4 separate regions of the Mus musculus genome follow, and all the other regions are linked to region 4. The links are chromatin contacts, called in public Hi-C and HiChIP or PLAC-seq maps. All regions are on one chromosome and are shown on one strand. Each heading gives the region's core, a stretch centred on a gene start, on an enhancer-like site or on the middle of the called end of the contact. The rest is flanking DNA. Distances are from core to core; before and after follow the strand shown.

Region 1 (2,700 bases), core at 128-2,627, 50 kb before region 4:
TGCCTGAGTTCCTGCCCTGACTTGCCTGTGATGCATCCTGATACAGGAGTTAGACAATGACACAGACTCTATCTTCCCCAGTTGTTTTTAGTCATGGTGTTTTAGCACAGAAGCATACTGCAAACTTGATCAAGTAGAATTCTACTACCATACAGCAAACAGTACAAATTAGGAAATGTGCATACATGCTATAGGAGACAGGAAGTAAAGAGATACAGTAAGAAACCACAGACCAAACAGACGGTGCAAATGCACACCTTCAGACCATCTTCTAAGAGCTGATTCGGTATAGACTCAACAATGGATTAACCCATAATGAAGTGGCACCCTCATGATTGCCTGTCAATAGTGCCACCAGCTGAAGAGCAAGCCTCAGTATATGAGCCTTTTGGGTAGATGTTTCATATTCAAATCATACAGAGATTGGCTTGGAGCAGGGCCTGCACTAAGCTCCGGTTGCAGTATCTGTGCTCTAGCTGATCACAAGCTTTGGTTGCAGCCACTAATCAAATGAGCATAACCACTTACACTGCTTCTGTTCCTCGGGCTCTTTGCAGTAAGTACTGCTAGATCACACTGTTGGAGTTCTCAGGACCTGTTCTGGTTCTAAAGCTATCCAATTTGAAGATATGTTTTGTTTACTTGTTTTGTTTTATTTTGTTTATAACTGCTGGAATAAAGTCTTCTCATGCATGTTGGAAAAACTTAAAACTCCAACCTCAACGGACCAATAAACACTCCTTTCTGCTAACTAGCTTACACAGTATCAGAAGAAGTCATGCAGACTACTTGAGGAGAAAAGACACCAAGCACTGGACTCTACAAGCAGCAATACCCACCCTATATATAGGCAAGATATACCAATGTTGCAATAGTAGAATGTGGCTATGGGAGTAACTGACCATTTTCTTTTTTTTATTCTTTATTTAGATTTATTTGTATTTCATGTGTATGACATGGTTGTCAGTGTGCATTTATGTATACCATGAGCATGGCTGCTGCCTGGAAAGAACATGTAGATACTGAGAACGAACCCAGGGCCTTTCCAAGCACAAGGGCTCTTAACCACTGAGCTATCATTCCAGACTCCACTCCCTCCCTCCCCTCAACAGCCTTCTGATTGGCTGTGACTCCTGCTCCCTAGGAGGAAGTTCATGCCAGGCACTCACTGTAGGCCTGGTCCAAAGCCTATGATTAGAGAACTCACAGGTTCTAGAGGACTTCTGCTGTATTATCAAATGGTCACACTGCCCAACTTCCTTATAAATAGTTACATTTATACTCGAAGATTTGTGTTACTTTCCGCCCTGATCAGAGAAATTTCTCATTGCAGTGAGTCATGCTTAAGGCCAGAGACTCACAGCTGGGCAATGTGCTGAGTGTAAATAACCATGAGTGCTCAGATACAAATGAGTCATCTATATCAGTCTTCCTCAGCCAAGGCTCAGGGAACTGTGGTGATTTGAATGAAAATGGCTCTCTGAGTGGCACTGTTTGAAAGAACATGTGGCCTTGCTGGAGTAGGCAAGATCTTATTGGAGGAAGTGTATCACTGGGGGTGGCCTTTGAGGTTTCAGAAGCTCAAGCAAGGCCCAGTAGCTTGCTCTTCCTGCTACCTGCCAATCCTGATGTAGAACTCTCAGCTACTAGCATCATGTCAGCCTGCATGTCACCATGCTTCCCACCATGATGATAATGGACTAAACCTCTGAACTATAAGCCAGCCCCAATTAAATGTTGTCTTTTTTAATTTTTATTTTATGTTTAATTTATTTTTACACTCCATATTCCATTCCTGACCCCATCCACCCTCTGACTGCTCCACATCCCACACCTCCTCCCCATCCCACCCCATCTCCATATAGCTGCCCCTACCTCCCACCCCACCTGACCTCTAAACTCCCTGGGTCTCCAGTCTCTTGAAGGTTAGGTGCATCATCTCTGAATGAACAACAGACCCAGAAGTCCTCTACTGTATGTGTGTTGGGGGCCTCATATCAGGTGATGTATGCTGACTGTTTGATAGTCCAGTGTTTGAGAGATCTCAGAGGTCCAGATTTATTGAGACTGCTGGTCCTCCTACAGAATTGCCCTTCTCCTCAGCTTCTTTCAGCCTTCCCTAACAACAGGGGTCACCTGTTTCTGTCTACTGGTTTGGTGCAAATATCTGCATCTGACTCTTTCAGCTGTTTGTTGGGTCATTTGGAGGGCAGTCATGATAGATCCCTTTTTGTGAGCACTCCATAGCCTCAGTAATAGTGTCAGGCCTTGGGACCTCCCCTTGAGTTGCATCCCACTTTGGGCCTGTCACTGGACCTTCTTTTCCTCAGGCTCCTCTCTATTTCCAGCTCTGTAATTCTTTCAGACAGGAACAATTATGGGTCAGAGATGTGACTGTGCTATGGAAACCCCATTCCTCACTTGATGTCCTGTCTCCCTGCTAGAGATGAGCTCCATAAATTCCCTTTCCCTGCTGTCTGGCATTTCATTTAAGGTCCTTTCCTTTGAGTTCTGGGGATCTCTCAACTCCCAGGTCTCTGGTGCATTATGGGGGGTCCTCCCATCCTCCTATTTCCTGAGGTTGCCTGTTTACATTCTTTCTGCTGGCCCTCAGTGCTTTAGTCCTTTTCCCTCACCCAATACCAGATCAAGTTCCCCTCTTCACTCCCACTCCCCCTCCCCATGTCCACTTTTCCTCCC
Region 2 (2,700 bases), core at 64-2,563, 52 kb after region 4:
TCCACATTGTATCACACTCATTGCTTCATCGATTGAGACAAAGCAGAATCGCCAAGCATAGGGCCCCTCGTGGTATCAGGGGGACCATCAATTCCTTGAAAGTAAACACAAAGTTGAGTGTTCAGGTAGATAGTTACAAAGTTCCTCACTTTCAATTGTTCCTAAAGTATCTTGGCACTCAAAATTATTTCAGAAACCAGTGATATTAGAAGAGATAATTCTACTTTCAAACAGTAGAAATGTAACACCTTTTTTCCTTTCATGAAAAACAATTCAATTTCTTATCATTATAAATAAACAAATAAGATTTTGCTGACATGACCCTGATATAGCTGTCTCTTGTGAGACTATGCCAGTGCCTGGCAAATACAGAAGTGGATGCTCACAGTCATCTATTGGATGGAACACAGGGCCCCCAATGGAGGAGCTAGAGAAAGTACCCAAGGAGCTGAAGGAGTCTGTAACCCTATAAGAGGAACAGCAATATGAACTAACCAGTACCCCCTGGAGCTTGTGTCTCTAGCTGCATATGTAGCAGAAGATGGCCTAATCAGCCATCACTGGGAGGAGAGGCCCTTGGTCTTGCAAAGATTATATGCCCTAGTACAGGGGAATGCCAGGTCCAGGAAGCAGGCATGGGTGGTTTGGGGAACAGGGAGGGGGGAGGGTATAGGGGACTTTCGGCATAGCATTTGAAATGTAAATGAAGAAAATATCTAATAAAAAGTTTAAAAATAAAAAAATTAATAAATACATAAACAAACAAATAAACAAGAGAACCTTAATAGTCCTATTGATAAGATTTTACATTATAAAATCAAAGGTTTTATTCCTTTGAAATATAAGGATATTTCACACTCTTTGCTGATGTTCATTTTTGTGTTCATTAGTGGAGTGTTTGTTTTATTTCGTTTTGTTTATTTTGTTTTGCTTTGGAGTTTTTGTGATTTGTAAGGTTAAGTTTTGGCTTTTGTATTAAAATGTAGGCTGTTAAAGACTCTTTAAAGCTTCTAATAACAGCTAGGAGTCCTCCTCTAAATAGATACCATAAACCAAGAGGATGTGTATAATGGTAGGAAGGGCTCAACTCCCTCAGGATGAATGCTTTAATAGGTTCTGTAGGTTGGTATCTGTATTAGTTATTTTTCTGTTGCTGTGATAAAAATACTACTACCAGAGGAAGTTAAGAGTTTATTTTAGCTTACAGCTATAGAGAAATCCCATCATATTGGGGGAGACCCAGCAGCAGGCTTGCAGAGCAGGAAGCTAACTGATCACATTCTAGGCACAGGATAGAAGCAGAAAGCCAACTGGTCATGAGACAAGGCCATAGACTCTCAAAGCCCATTTCCACCCATGTACTTTCTCCAGCAAGGTTCCACATCCTAAAATTTCCTGCACTTCCCCAAACAGCACCACCAGCAAGGGCCAAAGTTCAAGTACATCAGTTTATGAGGGCTTTTGCTTCGTTCACATTCACAGTCCCCTGTTCTTTGAGCTGAGCACAGATAGCATGTTCTAAGTACTTCATACAGTCCTTGAAGTCATAGTTTCATTTCTTCCGATAAAATCCTCAAGGCTATAATCAACAGTTGCCTTCTGTATATTTGAGTAGAATATTTTAGTCAAGGGCATTACCTACATTCTGAAAATGAAGGATGTGAAATTCGGTAATTTTGTTTCTCTAAATGAACCAACACACAATTAGTCACTGGTGTGATTTATTGGACTCTGTTGACTGTCTTGCCCCTTTACAGGAAGAAGAAGAAGCCAAAGCAAAGGCTGATAAAATTAAGTTAGCACTGGAAAAGCTGAAGGAAGCCAAGGTTAAGAAGGTAAGCTACCAAACACATTTGCATAGGGGAGTTAAATTAATGATGTCATATTATAGTTACCGGTAAACAGTATAATAAATGTTCATGTGCCTCTGAGAATACAGGTCAGTAGTTGGTTATCTGTTTAGCATGCACAAGACCACAGCTTTAACAGTGTCATTGAAAGAAAACTCAAGTAGCACTTTCCAAATAATTTTTAAAGAATTCTCAGAACATAGGACATGACAACATTTTTCTCTACATAACACCATTTAGCTAATTTGCAATTTCTAGGTAGGGAACCTACCTCCATCCATTTCTTATAAGGGCTTTCTGGTGCTCCATGGCAAAGAGCTCTCCATGGTGAGAACAAGAGCGTCCAAAAGCATTTGCTTAGCTCACATGTGACTTTTTGCTGGTTTCACATACATTTTCCCATAAACCAGGATAGTGGGAGTAGAAATTCCCTTTAACAAGAAAGAAAAAAGTCTTTGGTTTTGCTATCACCTAGGCAAGGGCCTTCTCAGTTCCATTTTGAGAACTTAAAATATGTCCATCCTGGAATCCCTTCCCTGAGGGATGCTCTCTGGGGTCTTCCATAGCTCTCTGCTTATAGCATCCTCTGGGCATGCTTTAATTGGGTCACACCTTAGCAACCTTGGCCTCACATTTACATAGTTTCTTTTGTGAATTTTATGCTCCTTGGGAAGCCTCTAGACATTAAGCTTGTGTGGACGTCTCCCCATGAATCAAACATTTGTTATTAATCTAGTCTTTAATTTGTGTAAGCTTTGAGTGATCTGTTTCTTATCCTTCTTTACCAATTAGCCTATAATTTTCTTGGACATTTTTGTGAGTATAAGGTGTTTTAGGAAGATATGTATTA
Region 3 (2,700 bases), core at 40-2,539, 33 kb after region 4:
GTGGTCATGTGAGATTCATTGGTAATCTTGACCCAGAGAGTAGGTGACATGTCAGGAACAAAAGTTGAACTGGGGTACATTCAGAAGGCAGCAGACCAAGTGTGAGCCAATGAATAAACTTGACTAGCCCCAGGAGTTTTGTTTATTGAACATCAATATGCCTAGTTTATCTACAAAGGCTGTCAATAAATATTTGCTGGATTTGTTCTTCAAAAAAATTCTAAACTGTGTTACAATTTTGTTTTATGTCACAAGAGATTCAAACTCAGAACAGTTCCCCATTCATTATATAGACATTCTAAATGTAATAAAGGGGGAACTTAAGAAACACCCCAAGGTTTAGAAGGATCTTTTCACACTCTGTATGTTCAACTGAAATGAGTCTGCAACCTGTGTCCCAGAGATCCAGAAAAGCCTTTCAGATGAGAGGATGGTAGAGTGTGGTACTCCTCTGACCTGGCCTGGTCTCCTTGTGCTCCATGATGCTTCCTTGATGAGTTGTGTTCAGTAACTTGGAGTCTGATTGAATCATCTTTCTTTTTGCCCCTGGGGAGCTTGGTCTGGCTGAGTGCCTGGCTCTGTTCACACAGAAGCAGGTTGGAAGTATGTACATTTGAAAGTCAAGCTCCTAGACCTGATGGTTCACACCTGTATCCCTAGCACTAGGGTGGTGGAGGCAGGAGGATTTTGAATTTGAGGTCAGCCGGAGTTACACAACCAGAATAGCTGAAAAATTAATTAATTGGTGTGTGCACTCATGTGTGTATACACACACATATCCTCTTAAAACTGTGGTAGCCCATCTCATTGCTCAGTGTGGAGTGTGTGTGTGAGTGTGTGTGTGTGCCCACACACATGCATATACACATACATGCCAACCTCTTGTTCTTTAAAGCAGCCTGTCAGTATTTAAGTTACTGAACGAAGTCATGCCATTCCCAAATGACTTTCTTTTTACAACTGTTTTTCATCTCACTGTCCCATGACATAATTGTGAAAGTGAGCTGTTGTGTTGGACGTTGGTACATGACCACACACAGAAGTACAAATGCAGTGTCCCTGCGAGTTTCCCCTGTGACAAGTGTGGTTAGTCTCTATTGTCTCATGAGCACAGTGACTGTCCAGCAATCTCAGGAGCTGGTTTTCATTCATCTCAAGCACACTGTGCAAAAGCAGGTCAAACAACTCCCCTGAATTCCTCTTAGTTCTTTGTCAAGTTATATTAGTTTGTCTTCTCTGTTACATTGGAGGTACCTCTGTTTCCTGTTTCACATTACCTTGGCTTCCTCCTCTGCCCCTAAACATTGCAGCAACCTTAAACCACGTGCTGTGCTGTTCTGTGAACCACTTCCTCTTCAGGAGAAGCTTTCATTACATTTTGGGGAGAAAAAAAGAAATTATGCTGAAAAAAAATTAGGTCAAGCTCAACAATGTAACTTGATCACCAAACATATCATAAAGGAACAACTTCATAACTTCTGCTGACATGTGTGTTCGGCTGGATTCTGCACTTTGTATTTCACACCAATTGTGACACCAGTCAGGTGTGACACCAACTAAATGTGACTGAAATTTTTTTTCTTTTTGAGACTAGGTCTCATTATGTCGCTGAGACTGACTGGAACTTGCTATGTAGTTCAGGCTTCCCTCAAACTTACAAATCATCTGCACCCATTTCCCAAGTGCCACCATACTGAATTTCACGGAAGTAGTTTCCAAAAAAGTTTGCTTCCTTTTAATCTATCTTTGTGGTATGTTCAGTTGTTCCTTGAAAAGCTATTATCAGCTGCCTATTTTTAAAGCTTAGAAATAATGAAGGCAGAAGAAAATTGTTGCTAAGAGAGCCTCAGATTTTTAAATGTTGTTTCTCATTAATTTTAATTATGACAAGCTGATTATAGACTCAAAATACTGTTCACCTGTAATGTAAAAAAATCAGTCTAACAATATAATCATCTTTTTTACCATCTTCTAACTGCAAAGATGGTATGTAAGCTCTAAATACTTAATCTTTGGTGTAGGCCCAGGATAATTGCAGTTACAGAAACCCACACAGGAAGTCTTACAGGGGTTAAGCCTCTAACCATGTAATGCATATTTATTGACTGCTCAACCTTGTTTAAGCACTGGGTACCTCAGTATTCTCTTTTGTAAAGTAAAGATTTATTTCTCATACTTTATGCTATGAATGTTTTGCCTATATGTATAATTTTGTACCATATGTGTGCTTGGTGCCCAAGAAAATCAGAAGAGGGCACTAGATTCCCTGGAACTGGAGTTACAGATGGTTGTGAGTAACCATGTGGGTGCTGGGAGTCAAACCTGGTAACAGGTGCTCATAACCAGTGAAGAATCCCTTCAACCCAAAGCTACTTCATTTTTACTTTTTAAAATAAGATGTATCATCTGCTCATGGCGTTAAAATGAGTTAGGAATAGCATGGGAACAATTCAGGGACTTTTTTTTTTCCTCCCTCTTTTTCTCTTCTTCTTCTTCTTCTTCTTCTTCTTCTTCTTCTTCTTCTTCTTCTTCTTCTTCTTCTTCTTCTTCTTCTTCTTCTTCTTCTTTTTAATTTTTCTTGGTTGGTTTTGTACTTTTCAGACAAGATCTCACTAAAGAGATCCATACTGACGTTGAGTTTTTCTTTCTGCTCCCTGAATAGTGGAATTAGACAAACCTGTATACACAGCCTGTTTCTCT
Region 4 (2,700 bases), core at 123-2,622:
TGTTGACTATGCAGTGTATTAGCTGTTTTCTGTGGAGTAGGGTGTGCCATCCAGCAAAGCAGCAATCCTTTCTGTTACTGCTGTTTATGTTCTTCTTAGACAAACTATATATAGTCTCCCATTGAGTACTGGAACTATCTGAAATTAATTATATGTCTAATTTATATCTTCATGTCTCCACCATTTTGCCTTACAGTGAACCCTTAAAGACACAGCTGTGTAGAGGAAGAGAAATTAACTCAATCATCATTTAAAATCATAATTGATTTTAGTGGCTGTATTTTCAGATCTCCCTAAACACTTTCTCTCAGAGTGAGTCCCAGTCAATCTTGTGATATACAAGCTATGAACAAACAAAATCATAAGAACAAAACCAGAAAGTGATCTTGGTGGCACATGAGAGGCAGGAGGATCTCTATATGTTCGAAGCCAGCCTGATATACATTGTAAGTTCGAGGACAGCCAGTGTGACAATTACACTCTGACTTTAAAAAATAAAGATGTTGGAGGGACCACAGCCCATCATCAGAGTAGTCTCCACTGAGAACAGACACCTGCTGAGCCCTTCCTTTACCTCCACCCAGGGAAAGATCTACTCTGGCACAAAGGCCATCACACTGCACCACTTCTCTGTCCACCCTAACTGGAACGTCCCCTTCTGGGCTGGTCCAGGAAGTCTTAGACAATGGCAGATTGAGGAAGTGCAGCGAGGGTTGAGGTAAAGACATAGAAGGCTGTTGCAAAATAAGCTGGCCCCTTTACCCTTTGTGGAACTTAATAGATTGGGATTGATCCACACGATGTGAAAATAAACGGAAGACAGGCCTCAACAGAAGCAGAGGGTCCTTTTATTAAAACAGTGAAAGGAGGCAGTCTTGGGGGAAGTGGAGGCTGCGCAGATGCTCAGGGAGCTTGACGGTTTTGTGGGGCAGAAAAGGGAACTTACATCTGTTCCGCTCAAGTCTCAAAATTGTAACCAACGTAGGTTGATATTTAGATCTCCTTGGGAACTAACTGCCTGCAGGTGTTACTGACTGGTGAACTCTCTTGTAGGGAGTTTCTCAGCTAATCTGAGACTTTTAGTCCTGAGCACCCCTTGAGCACTAACCCTTCAGACTAGCATCTGGGCGTTAGTCTCAGACTCTTACAAAGAACACAAGACCCACACAGATGAGAGAAGGCTTTCTCTGACCTTAGGGCAGGAAGTGTTTTCTTCCAGGGGTGGACAGGGTTTGGAAAAAACAACCCGAACTTGCTAAACTTGCGGAGCCCTTTAGGCGGGGCTTGGTGTCTGTCTATTCTCCTCCAGGGCTTTGCTAGCTAGCACCTCCGTGCAAAGCCGAGAGTCTGCGCCGCCGGGTGGGCAGGGCTCAAAGCACTTCCTCCTCCCTGAGCCCACGTCCTCGCCTCGAGGCCGGTCCAGCCCAGAGGCGCCAACCACTCATCTCTGCTCATTCCGGTGCACTTAGGCTCAACCCGGCCCATCTCTGGCTCAGCCCCGCGCATCTCTGCACAGCCTCCTCGCATCTCTGCAAGCCCCCCTCGCACCCTCCTCCCAGCAGTCAAGGTAAGCGGCACCCTAGTCCTGCGCACGGGTTTGGGGTACTCAGGCTGCCACACTGCGTGTCCTATGGGGGTGGGGGAGACAACAGTTGTGGCACAGGTCCACGCACCGGCCACGTGAACACGCCCCCCCCCCCTTCCCCTGGCAGCCAGGAAGCTTCAGGTCCCCTGGGCACCTCTTGTGCTCTTGACCTGTGGCTCCCTCTTCTCCCCACTGCGTTTTGTTTTAACAGATTTTCTGCTTAAGAAATGTTACCAGGTCTCAGGGACCCCACATTAAATTGAGCTAATCTTGAAACAAAACATCCCCTGAGGCATTTTAGGGCACCTCACATTAAGTGGTAGTCTGAGGAGACTCATTTGAGAGTCAGAGGACACATAGCTCAAAGTGTTTCCCTTCATTTAAAACTTTAACTGCAGTTCTGCTTTTTGAAGCCTGTCTTTCCCTCTCAGTCTCCTTTTCTTTGTAAAAAATGTGGTAAGGATAAGTTTGAATACCAGACAAGGGTTTCCTAATTTAGTTTGGAGTGAAGATTCAGAAAATGCTTTATATATTGAAAGACAAGAATGCTCTTGTATACCACCACCACCACCACCACCACTGCCACCACCACCGCTAGAACCCCCAGTACAGGCCCCTCGCTCGGACTTTATCACGTGTACCTCTTCATTCCCCTTGGCGATGTATTTCTCAGCTTTCATACCAAGGTGCAGAGTGACATGTGCTCTCCTAGAGCGTCTCAGCATCTCTGTTCAAAGAGTAGTTTTGTGATGGGAACGCCGAGTAAAGGGGAAAACTGAGCAGACAAGAGGCTGTGGGTTTATCCTCCATACCGGCAGTGATATGGTGTGAACAAAAGCAAGTGCGCCAATCTGGGACTCCAAACTGAAACTTCAGAAAAGAAACTTTGGCTTTCATACTAAACCGAGGGTTTTGCCTTCTGGGCCTCCCTAAAATGGGAGCACGTGGGCCTGAAGAGGAATGCTGGCTAGCAAGATAGCAGAAGATAAGAAAAAGAGTCGCTTGTACCCAATGTCCTTCCAGGTGGTGTCTCCTGTCTGATCAGTGAACTCAGAGTCTAGCAAATGTAATGTCATCTTCAAACTATTAGCACTTAACTTGTAAATTCTTATAAA

Evidence for each region. HiChIP or PLAC-seq counts read pairs in DNA pulled down with a chosen protein or histone mark. Hi-C and Micro-C count contacts between places; a contact is called where the count stands out from the background.
Region 1: a contact with region 4 is called in a CTCF HiChIP or PLAC-seq map of CD8 T cells, with 12 read pairs. The contact joins the enhancer-like site here to the promoter of Apbb1ip in region 4. A contact is called at or near these places in 1 of 39 promoter capture datasets (macrophages), 1 of 15 datasets of contacts at CTCF or cohesin (CD8 T cells), 17 of 484 Hi-C or Micro-C datasets (CD8 T cells, adipose-derived mesenchymal stem cells, bone marrow-derived macrophages and 9 more), 4 of 115 datasets of contacts at active chromatin or transcription factors (CD8 T cells, the SCID.adh cell line, bone marrow-derived macrophages and 1 more) and 1 of 9 other capture datasets (adipose tissue).
Region 2: a contact with region 4 is called in a Hi-C map of bone marrow-derived macrophages, with 2.3 times the contacts expected there. The contact joins the enhancer-like site here to the promoter of Apbb1ip in region 4. A contact is called at or near these places in 9 of 39 promoter capture datasets (the 3T3-L1 cell line, the C10 cell line, the HPC-7 cell line and 5 more), 2 of 15 datasets of contacts at CTCF or cohesin (CD8 T cells and large pre-B cells), 71 of 484 Hi-C or Micro-C datasets (B cells, B-cell progenitors, the BV-2 cell line and 43 more), 18 of 115 datasets of contacts at active chromatin or transcription factors (CD8 T cells, the HPC-7 cell line, the SCID.adh cell line and 15 more) and 3 of 9 other capture datasets (adipose tissue, liver and macrophages).
Region 3: a contact with region 4 is called in a Hi-C map of CD8 T cells, with 2.8 times the contacts expected there. The contact joins the enhancer-like site here to the promoter of Apbb1ip in region 4. A contact is called at or near these places in 10 of 39 promoter capture datasets (the 3T3-L1 cell line, the C10 cell line, the HPC-7 cell line and 5 more), 3 of 15 datasets of contacts at CTCF or cohesin (CD8 T cells, large pre-B cells and pro-B cells), 83 of 484 Hi-C or Micro-C datasets (B cells, B-cell progenitors, the Ba/F3 cell line and 53 more), 26 of 115 datasets of contacts at active chromatin or transcription factors (the 230-238 cell line, CD8 T cells, DN3 thymocytes and 19 more) and 3 of 9 other capture datasets (adipose tissue, liver and macrophages).

What each region holds. Positions count from the first base shown.
Region 1 is chr2:22,722,969-22,725,668 of GRCm38.p6, forward strand. No RefSeq gene overlaps it. Among named protein-coding and RNA genes, the nearest start is that of Apbb1ip, 50 kb to the right of the region's middle. Within about 2 kb of position 1,378, at least 61 of the 459 cell types and tissues checked have an H3K27ac peak or open chromatin away from gene starts, as enhancers often do. A contact at or near this core is called in CD8 T cells, adipose-derived mesenchymal stem cells, bone marrow-derived macrophages and 1 more, where this site is marked.
Region 2 is chr2:22,825,093-22,827,792 of GRCm38.p6, forward strand. Apbb1ip (amyloid beta (A4) precursor protein-binding, family B, member 1 interacting protein) reads left to right here. Exons shown (of 14, transcript NM_019456.2): 5 at 1,758-1,835. Among named protein-coding and RNA genes, the nearest start is that of Apbb1ip, 52 kb to the left of the region's middle. Within about 2 kb of position 1,314, at least 2 of the 459 cell types and tissues checked have an H3K27ac peak or open chromatin away from gene starts, as enhancers often do. A contact at or near this core is called in bone marrow-derived macrophages, where this site is marked.
Region 3 is chr2:22,806,217-22,808,916 of GRCm38.p6, forward strand. All of the region lies in intron 1 of Apbb1ip (amyloid beta (A4) precursor protein-binding, family B, member 1 interacting protein), which reads left to right. Among named protein-coding and RNA genes, the nearest start is that of Apbb1ip, 33 kb to the left of the region's middle. Within about 2 kb of position 1,290, at least 112 of the 459 cell types and tissues checked have an H3K27ac peak or open chromatin away from gene starts, as enhancers often do. A contact at or near this core is called in the 230-238 cell line, B cells, the Ba/F3 cell line and 39 more, where this site is marked.
Region 4 is chr2:22,772,955-22,775,654 of GRCm38.p6, forward strand. It overlaps Apbb1ip (amyloid beta (A4) precursor protein-binding, family B, member 1 interacting protein), which reads left to right and starts at 1,373. Exons shown (of 14, transcript NM_019456.2): 1 at 1,373-1,567.